2 separate regions of the Mus musculus genome follow, and region 2 is linked to region 1. The links are chromatin contacts, called in public HiChIP or PLAC-seq maps. All regions are on one chromosome and are shown on one strand. The core of a region is the stretch at or near the end of the contact, and the rest is flanking DNA. Distances in the headings are between cores, read along the strand shown. Region 1 holds the start of Lhx8 (LIM homeobox protein 8). Region 2 has its middle 18 kb from the start of Gm40186.

What was found. HiChIP or PLAC-seq counts read pairs in DNA pulled down with a chosen protein or histone mark.
Region 2: an H3K4me3 HiChIP or PLAC-seq map of craniofacial prominence shows a contact between it and region 1, with 9 times the contacts expected there. The contact joins the enhancer-like site here to the promoter of Lhx8 in region 1. A contact is called at or near these places in 21 of 39 promoter capture datasets (the 3T3-L1 cell line, 3T3-L1-derived adipocytes, the C10 cell line and 12 more), 23 of 484 Hi-C or Micro-C datasets (bone marrow-derived macrophages, cerebral cortex, cortical neurons and 11 more), 18 of 115 datasets of contacts at active chromatin or transcription factors (the SCID.adh cell line, bone marrow-derived macrophages, craniofacial prominence and 10 more) and 4 of 9 other capture datasets (adipose tissue, embryonic stem cells, liver and 1 more).

Annotation. Positions count from the first base shown.
Region 1 is chr3:154,328,259-154,334,007 of GRCm38.p6, forward strand. It overlaps Lhx8 (LIM homeobox protein 8), which reads right to left and starts at 2,302. Exons shown (of 9, transcript NM_010713.2): 1 at 2,014-2,302; 2 at 97-183. The coding sequence starts at 2,094. AI606473 (expressed sequence AI606473) reads left to right here and starts at 2,563. Exons shown (of 3, transcript NR_040387.1): 1 at 2,563-2,805; 2 at 4,101-4,247; 3 at 4,656-5,749.
Region 2 is chr3:154,545,949-154,551,697 of GRCm38.p6, forward strand. No RefSeq gene overlaps it. Among named protein-coding and RNA genes, the nearest start is that of Gm40186, 18 kb to the right of the region's middle. Within about 2 kb of position 3,138, at least 24 of the 459 cell types and tissues checked have an H3K27ac peak or open chromatin away from gene starts, as enhancers often do. A contact at or near this core is called in craniofacial prominence, embryonic basal ganglia, embryonic stem cells and 3 more, where this site is marked.

The sequences.
Region 1 (5,749 bases), core at 1,052-3,551:
ACTGTGGGGTTCCCAGACCAGCAGGACCCCTGGAGCCCCGCGCCCCGCCCCGCCCAGGGAGCTGGGGGTCCCCACTCGGGTCGCCGCCCCACTCACCAGTCCTTCTTCCCCAGCGCCTTTGCGGGTCCTCCCGGCCGCCAGGGCTGCAGGCCGCCCGCACTCCTCCGACATGAGCCCGGGGCACTGCGCCGCGAGAGCGGGAAGGCAGGGAGGGAGACAGCGGTCAGGAGCCCGCGGCGAGCACGCGGCGCCCCGCAGCCCGGGCCCCACCGCGCTCTTGAAGGGCGCGCACGAGGGCGGCGCGTGCGAGCGCCGGCACCTGAGCCCGGGCGCAGCTGGCCGGCCAGCGCGCAGCCTCCCTGGGCCGCCGCCGCCAGCGGGCGACTCGAGGACTGCGCGGCCGCTGCTCCCGGCTCGAGCCCCGCGCTCACCCCGGCGCGCCGGCCCCCGCCCCCCACCGGGGGTACCCAGCTAATAACCGGCCTCGGTGCACAAAGCGATTGCTTTCTAGACGTCAATCACCCGGGAGCGGGGAACACCCGGCTAAAGGGGGCACGGGGCGGGGGGAGGTGGAGTGAGAGAGAAGAAAAGATGACTGAGGAGGGGGTGGGGAGAGAAACTTGATTTCTTTAATAACCTCAATTAAAAGAGCAAGACACACATATATTTTTTAAAGGGGGGGCTTTTTGAATAGGATAGCCCAAAAGGTGAAGAGGTTTAATCGGATACTTGAAAGCTAATTACAGTGGGATTTAAGAAGCCTGGTGTTTGTTCCGACAATTTGAATGAAAATGCTTCAGATTAAACGGAGCCAGCAGCTCTTTGGTAAACTTGAAGCAATTAGAACCGTAAGCGATTTACACTGGTTTCTTTAAGGTGTGAATTGCCACTTAGTGCTCAGTAAGTCAACATTTTAGCTACTAAAGGATTAGTTTTAACCAGTGCAAAAGCGGGCCGAATAATGGAAATATCCAGCTGAATTTAATTTGTTCCATTAAAAAAAAAAAAAAACTCACCCAATGCGGGTCAGAATATTTTAGAGCACGCGGACGCGTCGCTCAAGTGTCCCCAATCCCTGGCTGCACTTTCAGTTTTGTTCTATAAACGAATGCAATCTCTCTGAGAAGTCTAGTTTAGGGCGAGTGGGTCCGCGGATTCCAGCAGCCCACACCCCTCGCTTTTGCGTCCCTTTGTCTCCTTTTCCTCTGTCTTCCGAAAGCTCCAGGTGAGCCAGCGGCCGCACGCCTGGGTAGCCCCGGCGCAGCTGCTCCCGGGCGCGTCTTCGTGGACAGAAAGCATCCAGACAGAAACGCTACCCGCAACCGTCAGACAAACACGAAGCCAGCACTACTCTGCCCATGTCCAGCCGATACCCCCACCCCGGCCCTGCTCTCCAACAGTTTAGGAACCGAGTTCCACCATAAAATGCGAGCACCCACGGGTCTTGCCTCCGGAGTAGGTGACAGCTTGCCAGGTCTCCCCGTTAGGCTCGCCTCGTACTGCGAAATTTGCCCTTTTGGTATTTCCAACGAAATCGTTCTTTTGTCCCTTTCTAAGAGCGGGCGGGCCCTGGAAGACTCAAGTCCCCAGGTCTGTCGCCGCCGGGTCTCAAGCCCCACATTCACCTTATCCGTGGCAAGAGCCAGCGTTCAGCAGAGCGCAGCCATTGGTATCTGGTGCCCTGAGACAAACACCTAGACCCCCGGCCCCTGCCCCAGACTGCCGCGAACAGCCCGTCACGTAGAATACAAGCAGGACTCACGTTGCCCCGTGAGCGTCTTAGGCTCCAGGTTTCGTCTCCCAAATTAGAGTGTCCATGCCTTAGGTTAAGTGAGCCCGTGGGGAGGGGACGGAGTGATTACTACCTAACGCTACTACGTAATAAAAAAAATTGTCAGGTCTGGAGACGAGGCAGTGACAGGTAGTTTCCCAGCCTGGTTTAGGGGCCGGACAACTCTCTTCTCTCAAGGAAACTCCTATTCAACAGATCCCGCCCGGTGTAGGCTCGCTTACCTTCTCGCGGGGAACCGCCAGCTCCGGCACTTCCTTTCCCTCCAGCTTACACACAAACATCTGATCGCTCTTCCAATACATGGCCCCGCAGGCGCTGCTCGTCACATACCAGCTCCAGAGGGTCAGAGGCTGTGGGTGTCCGCAGTGTCCCCTCCTCCGCCCCCAAAGGCCAAGGAAAGCTAACAGGCAGAACAGCGATGCCACCAGTGTGTCTTGTTCCAAAAAGGCCACAGTGACCGTAACCACTCTCTGACCCACTGTTCTTCCTCTCTCAGCCACACTAAGGCCTGTCCCTCCAGGAAAAGAGGGAAAGTTGTGTTTTCCAGAGGGTGGAACCTCGCAGAGAGGAGGGGGTGTGGGGGAAAAGTCTTTTCCTGAAGGGACAGCCTCACCTCCTTATGAAAAACCCGCCTTCTCTACATGTTAAGATCTTTATCTGCACCAGACAACTTACTCTGAGTTCAGTGTTAAAGGTGGGGGGGAATTGCGGATGTCCGTTAACTTGCCTTTTTTTTTTCTTTTTAAGAATAAGCTTTCTGCCTCTGAGTTGTCTTTAAATTCTCGCTCCCCAGCCAAAACCTAAACAAAGATTCGGGTTACAGCTCTTTCAGCGGCTCACGGAGGGAAAGCGGAGGTCTTCTGGATTCCCAAGTCTTAGGTCTCCCTAAATGCGCACCAATGGTTCTCTCTACATTTTCGAAAGGTTTTCCCGTTAAGATAATGAAGGGACAAACGAAGGACTAGATTTGATTCGCGACTAGATTTGAAATCAAGGATACAAGAAAAACGAAAGTATGTTACGATTTTTTTATTTTCTTTAATTCTAGACAAACGGTATGCCATAGATAGACTGCTGCGCACTCCACATTCCCGTGCTTAAGTGTGAACGTTTGAATGTGAGTAGGGTAGAGATAATTTTTATCTGAATTGGAAAGTGTGAGGTTTTTTGTTTGTTTGTTTATGAGGTCTCACTTTGTTTATAGAAGAAAAATTTTGTAAGAAGTTATTTTTTAATTACTTTTATTTATTTGTCCCTTTAGATAAGCAAAAGAGAAACGTTTGGAATTTAAGTGATATAAGAACATCCTGGAGTCAGTTTCTCAAGCCTTATAACAAAACCATGCTTTTGTTACCTTAGTTAGACAGAAATATATGTAGTGAAACACAAGGAAGAGCAATCTTACTCCCTTGTCTTATTTTAGCGGGAGAAGAAGAACCCAGACCAGCCATCAGGGGTAGTGGAGGGGCCAGCAGCAACTAATGCTGACCACACTTTCTCTGGACAAAATGAGCATTGGGGTGGGCAGGGATTAAAGGTTTTCTTTGATTGCCCCTTTCCTCCTTAAACACAGAGGACGTTTGAACATACGCCATCTCGGCTCTCCTTTTCAGCCATTACATACACTTTCATATTAGCACCCTCTGGCCGATGCCCATCAGGAGATCTCCATTAAATTTAGCGTGGAGTATGAGGGACCTGAGATTTAAGAATCGACTGTATTCTGGTAAAGCATAGAACGGTGGAGGTTTGGACCGACTGCCCGAAAAGCTAAATAGTGGTTGTTGTTGCTGCTGCTGCTTCTGTGGCTTCTGCTGCTGATTTTCGTCAAAAGCGAAAATCAGGAGTGGGTGAGGGAATCCACATAATAAAGTATTTTCCATACGATTCTGATCAGAGATGAGAGAGAGAGAGAGAGAGAGAGAGAGAGAGAGAGAGAGAGAGAGAGAGAGAGAGAGAGACTGGTGCGGAATGCTGGCTCCAGCAGGTCGGGCGTTGGACCGACTCCCTGGATGAGGAACTAAAACTAGAGTCTAGCTTGGAGAATTACTTACAGTCTTTTGTGCTAAGTATTGCAACGTAACTCTGAAGTTCCCTTTGCCTGCTAGCGAGAATGGTCTGTGCCGGTCATCTGGAGAGCCCAGCGCGCTAGAGCTTTTGGGGGACATAGGGAGGGGGCGCCGTCGTGTACGCCGCCTTTCCACCCACCCTCGCCTAATCAGGCTGCTCTCAATCAGGTTTTCAACATACTAATCTTGATCTGAGAGCTCCTATCTCTGCATAAGTGGAGGAAATGATTCTTTTTTAGAGGCTTCCGGGCTTAGAGAAGGAGGACGTCAGACTGGAGTCTAAAGGGCTGGTCTGGCGTCCGCCCTGCTCCCGGCGCCCGGCGGGACTGCGAACTCACCAGCAGCATAATTGCCTGTGTCCAGCGCGCTCCAGGGGCTACCCCGTGGTAAGTGCGTTCCCTGTCCTGGCGACCGACCGAGGCTTTGGCTTAGGGTTTGGGCTGGAGATGGGCGGAGCAGAAAGTGAAAGTTTTTACTAGGAAAGTCAAGGCTGAGTTGTGGGGTCTTGGGCCTAATGACCTTCTGACCCTGCATATACCACTTGCTTAAAAAATGTTTAGCTTCTCCATGCCCGCAGGCAAACTAGAACTCACTGCTCCTCGGATCAGACAGAGAAAAAGTTCGCCTTCTGTTCTTTCCACATTTAAGTGTTTGAGGTAAAATTTACAAAGCACTTTTCTTAAAAAAAAAAAAAAAAATCAGAATGAGAGTTTTAGCCCCCGCACGCCAATTGAGATCAATTTTGAACGAAACACAGTAAAAATGTATATATATATTATCTTGCTTGTCTGTAGGTGGGAAAATAAATCGGCCGTGCCTTGTTGGTGCCTTCCTATTGGACTGAAATTTCTAGAAGCCACTGTTCATCAAATGAAAACCAGAGAGGAAGGCCCACTAGGAGGTCGGCCAACACCCTGGATTTCCTGGCTCTCTCAAAGGATTGAATGGGGTAGGAAAGAAAACTATGTCTGTTCCGGGGCTGTGCGGCTCGCTTGCAAGTTCGGAGGCACTAAGTGTGCCCTGCTAAAACCTTGGGGTGGGGTGCAGGAAAGGGTCTGGAGCCCGTCGAGCCAGGCCTTCGTCTAGGACCCGAGAAAGAGAATCTACCTGACACTCAGAGCTTCCACCTTGGCGAAGAGCTCCCTAATTGGACGGCGAGCTGCTGAGAAATCTGCGGTCTTCTAATAACCCGTCTTCTCCTCCTTGGCGATTCCTATCAAAGGCATAAAACTGGTATTTTCATACCCGGCTCGCAAGGCAGGAGCCGTTTATGAACATCAAGCATCAATGGGGCAGAAAAAGGCTGCATTGACAGAGTTCTCTGGAGTTCGATATTTAAAAGCAATAGATCCGAATTAGAAAATTATTACTTGAAGTAGTGAAAGTCCCCGCCAATTTAACTATTGAACTCTGCGCGTCTGAGCTCCATGTGCTAACTACACTTTTGAAGGGACTTATCCCGGAACTTGAGCAAAAGGCAGGTCATACACTGGTTCTCAGCTTCTAATGTTGCCCTCTCTGGAGTTGCGATCCTCCAGAGGGCTGGCAAGGACTCACAAAATCCTAGTCTAGACAGGGCTGGAACCTGGGAAGAAGCCTAAGCGAAGTAGCTACAGTGTCCTGACCAAAGTCTAGCTTGGCTGGGCAGCACTTTCTCCAACCCAAGACCGGAGAGATTCACTTCCTAGTACCGCGCCTCTGCACAGTCGACCCAAGGATTCTGTGCAGTAATGTAACCCAAGGATTATCTGCTGCACTAGGGTAATGTGTGACCTCCGCTCCCAAGAAGGAACTGTCAATGTCCCTGATGTCAACGCTCAGTTTTGATCACCCTGAAACTGCAAGCGAGACACCTTGGATTGTTGCCCACTTCGTGTGCTCATCGGAG
Region 2 (5,749 bases), core at 1,888-4,387, 220 kb after region 1:
GCTTACAGAAATGTGTTTGTGGTCTACACCGCAAGAACTGCCGAAGTCAAATAAACTAGGAGATGAACAAGCAAAAAAGGCAAAAGCAAGAATGCTCAGGAGTGTGAGCAGTTACAGAAATGGAGAAATATGCTCAGGATCATTATAATCAGGGAATCTCAAATTAAAACTTCAGTGAGGCATAATTTTATAACGATTACAGACAGAATAATTAATGAGATTACATCGAGTGTTGGGGAATGTATTTTTTTTGTTATTGCTGCTGTTATAAAATGCCTGACAGAAGTACTAGAGGGAAGAAAGGAAGGAAGGAAGGAAGGAAGGAAGGAAGGAAGGAAGGAAGGAAGGAAGGAAGGAAGGAAGAGATTGTCTTGGTTCACAGTTTGAGGGATAGAGTCCTTGTAACTGGAGAAGAATGACTGACTGTACAGGAGAAAGGCCATTGATCACGTGATGTCTGAAGTCAGTCACAAAACTCGGAGGCGGAATTTCTGGTATTCAGCTTACTTCCTGCTTTTTATTTGTCCCAGGACCCCAGATCTAGGAGGTGCCACCCACATTCAGAGTAGCTTTCTCTTAGTAAAACCTCCCTGGAAACTCCCACACAGACATGTTTAGAGGTGCTTCTCTTGGGTGGTTCTAAATTCATTCCCGTTGAAGAGAAGATAACATCACAGCTGGGATGAAGGAAACTAGGAACTCTTGGCTAATGAGAGCATGAGTTGTCACAACCCGTTTAGAAAAGAGTTTGGCATCATACCGAAAGGTTGAACATTACTGTTCAACAGGATATAGCAGCTTGACTCCAGACTTCTCTAGAAAAACACATGTATAAAATGTTTAACAAGCAAATATGATTTCCTTTCTCCAAACTGGGGTGAGTCTAGAAGTCATTAAGGCCGAGTCCCAGGGGAGGTCTATGTTCTTTACATAAAGGGCAAAGAGCTCTATATCTGCACGTATCCATGGTTGTTATGAATGAATGCTGCAAACAAGCAAATGGGAAAAGATGCAAAGATGACAGGATATATGCAGCCAAAGGTCAGGGAGAGAAATTACTGGGCAATTTCAACAACTTCAGTGTGCAGCGTCCAGGAGCACGCACCGTGCACTACAGGTGGAAACTCAGGTAGGACGGAAGTTCTTGGGGCTGAGGCTGGCTGAGGCAGGGACCATGGGACAAGGCCCCAGCTACATGCTCATATTTGGCTTAAGAGGGAATGCCAATTGTACTTTTAAAGATTCTAGTATCCTCTTCACCTTGATTATAGAAGATCTCAGTCTGTTATAGGACATTTTGTCTTTTTCTCTATGTTTTATATTTCAAATGAAGTGTCTTAAAATTTCTGAAAGGAAACAAAGTCAGTGGTGGGCAAGAGAGAAGAGCCAAGCATTGGAAGAAAATTCTCTTGAAGTAAAAGCCATCACGATCACATTTGTTTTTAAAAAGCATTTACTACAGGTTTGCTCTGGGACTTATCTTCCTGTTAAGAACTGGGCAGAATCCTATTTTTAACCTGTGCCAGTAGTAATTTAACCTGTGCCAGGGTTATTTAGTGGGGGAACATGATGCCTTATGACTTCAATCAGCTGAAGTCAAACCCAATCGAGGGGCTTTATTTTGTGTAATACAGACCAGAGCGAGCCTTTGGTAACTGCAGGACGGTTCCTGCCTAATTGGATGGCTGCTGAGTCTTTTCAGGACATCCTCTGCCCGCTCACTCGGCTCCTTCCGCATCATTCAAAGCTAAACCAGCTGCAGTAATGAATGTAAAGGCTTCCTGCTCTCAGTTGCCTCCTGATTCCTCCGCTAAATGCGGCTTGTCGCTTTCAATTTAGGCAAACATCATTACACAACCCAACTCCTTCTTTACGAGTTTCCTAGGAGGATCTCGGAGCTCCTAGCCCACTTGAAGGAGGCTAGGCAGTCTGTCTAGAAGATTCTAGATGTGGTATTAGTCCCACTGTACAGATTGGACAAATGGGTGATTTTTCTCCTTCTTGATCCTGCATCGTTATTTGCTTTCAGAGCCTGTGGTGTTGCTCAAGGGTGTTGCTTTGTGATTAGCTAGTTACTAGGAGCCATTCAAATGCAGATGCGATGCTGAGCGCTCCTCCGGGGGAGGGGAGTTTCAGAAAAAATGTTTCAGAGTTAAAATCCAACCCTGAACCTTGTGCTGGTGTAACTGACAGGGATTTCAGTCTGTTTCCACTGTAGGATGTGGGTGGTCTCTGCTGTGGACCCTGGTGGGCTGCCCCGCAAACTGAATAGAAACTGAAAAGGAAGGAGGTACCTGAAGAGAGGGGGAGGGGGCCTACGGAGGCTTAGGTAGGGGTAGGAAAGGATCTCCCAGGGCAGTTAGTTCTTGGAAAGGAAGCAAGAAACAGCTGAGTTATAAGGATACGTTACGGTGAAGGCTTTCCACTACCCAGCAAGAATGATCCCTGGGACACTGTCAGATCTCAGATCGGGACTCTTGTTGACACTGTCACATCATCACTTGGTTTTGATAAACCTCTAACAGTGTGACTCAGACCTTTTAGCTAATGTCTCTGGTTCTCATCTTCTACACCGGTCAACAGATAATACAGTTCTCATCGCCCTGGACCATACCTGGTCCTTAGTGCACAATCAAGCCCATTGCTGAGGCTGAAATAAATTGTCATGGTTACTTGTGAGACCAGAACGATTAATCTGGCTCTATTAGAAGAATAAGACAATTAATGGCTTAACCATGCAACATTTATTATTATAAAATGAGCTTTTCGTCCTCAGCAGACAGATACCACTTTTCATGCCTGCAGCCATTAATTAGACTTAGACTCTAAATAGGAACGTTCCAGAGAAACCTTGTGAGGTTTTGCTCTCTTGCCCTTTTTCCTGACAGATTTGGATCTCTACTCCATCAGGCCTATATCTTAAGTCTCTTTGTTAGGGACCAGCAATAAATTACCTGAGGTCAAGTTCTGTTTATACAGTGGACGGTTCTGAGAGAATTCCCTTCTTGACTTAATCGCTTCCTTTCGGGTGACATTTCTCCCTGAAAGAAGACAAATTGTCCAGGGTCAGCCTGCAGATCAGCTCCGAGTGTAAGAGGAAATTGTAGTGGATCAGCCAAATTGCACCAGCTCCTCCAACCAGCTTCCGGGAGCACGCCGCCAGTCAGGGGCTGCCCTGAGGGACCAGCAGGGCAGCCTGGGGCTGTCCCTGCAAGAACAGTTTTCCAACCTTTCTCTTCAGGCTGCTCTTGCTTGAGGTTTCCTAAACGTGCAGGGTTTTCCTGAGTTGCTTTGAAAGTCCACCTCTTACCTAACATCTGATTCAGGCATCTGAAGGGAAGAGTGCCTGAGGTGAGACACTTGTGGGCTTGAATCTGTCTGGTCTCTCGGTTAGAGTGGCAGAGTGAACTCCAAATTGCCATTTTAACAAAGAAGGAACTTGAGAAATTAGAAGTAGACTTACAGTCCTTGATGGCTTTCAGAGCACTAAAAAATAGAGTCATTATTCTTAAAGGTGAATGTCTCCTACAAGACATTATTTTCCTTTATTTTTATTTATTTTTAAGGCCACTTTTTATTAGATACTTTTTAATTTACATTTCAAAAGTTATCCCCTCTCCTAGTTTCCCCTCTGAAAATCCCCTCCCCCTCCCCCTGCTCCCCAATTCACCCACTCCTGCTTCCTGACCCTGGCACTCCCTATACTGGGGTATAGAACCTTCACAGGACCAAGGGCTGCTCCTCCCATTGATGACCAACTAGGCCATCCTCTGCTACATATGCAGCTAGAGACATGAGTCCCACCATGAGTTTTCTTTGATTGGTGGTTTAGTCCCAGGGAGTACTGGTTAGATCATATTGTCATTCCTCCTATGGGGCTGCAAACCCCTTTAGTTCCTTGGGTCTTTTCTCTAGCTCTTTCATTGCGGACCCTGTGCTCACTCCCATGAATGGCTGTGAACATCCACTTCTGTATTTATCAGGCACTAGCAGAGCCTCTCAGGAGACAGCTACATCAGGCTCCTGTCAGCAAGCTCTTGTTGGCATCCGCAATGGTGTCTGGGTTTATGGGATGGCTCCCCAGGTGGGGCAGTCTCTGGATGGTCACTCCTTCAGTCTCTTCTGCACACTTTGTCTCTGTAACTCATTCCATGGGTATTTGGTTCCCCTTTCTAATACGGATCAAAGTATCCACACTTTGGTCTTCCTTCTTCTTGAGTTTCATGTGTTTTGCAAATTGACAATGTTATTTTAAAAACTTTGTTCATTGTATATTTACAGGGAAGTGGAATATACCTTGTTCATTGTGTATACCAGAGAAGCCATCGCTTTTCTCCCTTAAAGGAAAATCTCAGAGAAGAGAGAGAAATAACTCGCACGTCTCTTTTTAATTAAGCATTTCGCCCTTTGAAGTTAACTCTGATTTTTTTCACGTTGGTGATGTAATTTATGTAAATAATCGTCTATCTATGGAAGGAGCGCGTCTGTCAAAAGCTGAAATAAAAAACATCCGTCATTTTGAAGTGATTAACATTCTCCAGATGTCTACATCATCAGATTTCGGGAGTTTCCCTTTGTTGTGATAATGACACAGTACCCAGAGCGAGAGTGTTTACTTTTTTGTATGGGTCAAACGCAGATTTTTCACAATCCTATTAAGGCATGCAGTTCATTGTAATTGTGTGTGTAGATGAAAGCATATTCTGTTATTATTATTCCTCTTAATTGTAAACTGCTGCTGGTAATTTTACTGTAAAAGCTCAAACAAAAGGAGAACACTTGAAAGGACCACCACTCCCCACTTATGTAATCAATTTATATATGTCAAGTTTGTACTGGGATGGTTATTCCCTTCTGTTACCAGACATGTGACATGCTACCACCCTGCAGCTCCGGGCCATGCACGCATGCCTACGGGTCCCTGTGCAGGCTCCTTGGAAATACAGTACATGTCGAAGATAATGTTAAACGACAGTGCCAAACTTGTTCCCTTAGGCCTGCTTGACCCCGGGGTTCAAGGAAAAACAGGAATGGTTCCGTTTACCTTCAGGGCCTGAGCATCTTCACAGTGGACAGATTAGACTTGGAGGCTTGGCAAAGGTCCCTGGAGGCCCAATTACCCCTGTTAGGGGACCCGCTGAAGCATTAATGACATATAGGCACTTCATTCATAAAGTCAGGCTCCACTCATGTCTAGCATTACCCTCCTCCCTACCCCCTCACCCCCACACATCCCTGCTGGCTTCAGATCCAAAACGCTTGTAGGGATTTATTAAAACCGTTTGACTGGGGCACAAACTGAGTACACGCTTATTAGGTGCTACCTAAATGTGGGCAAGGCTGAGAGGGAGGTCTCAAATCCCAGCTCAGCCTTTTAGAGCTGTGTTAATTAAGAGCAAGAGATGCAGACAAATTCCACGAAGGCTGTTCATTAGTAATAATCTCTCTCTCCTCCTTGTTGTTGAGCCCCCTGACGTGCATGCCTCGGAATTTCACGTGGTCTGACTCCAACAATGGCCACACACCACTTTCCTCTCGGATATATGAATGACAGGAGGAAGTGCTTCCTTTAATATTCTTATGGTAAATCAAAGCACTACAAAGGTGAGGCGGTGCCTAGCCAGGTAGAATGCTTTCTTAATACTGGACTGAGCTTTGGTCACAAGCTAATAATTAATAGTTACCATCTGCTATCCCTTGTACCCAACCTCAAATCATTCTCCATTTGTATTTGAACACACACATTTCT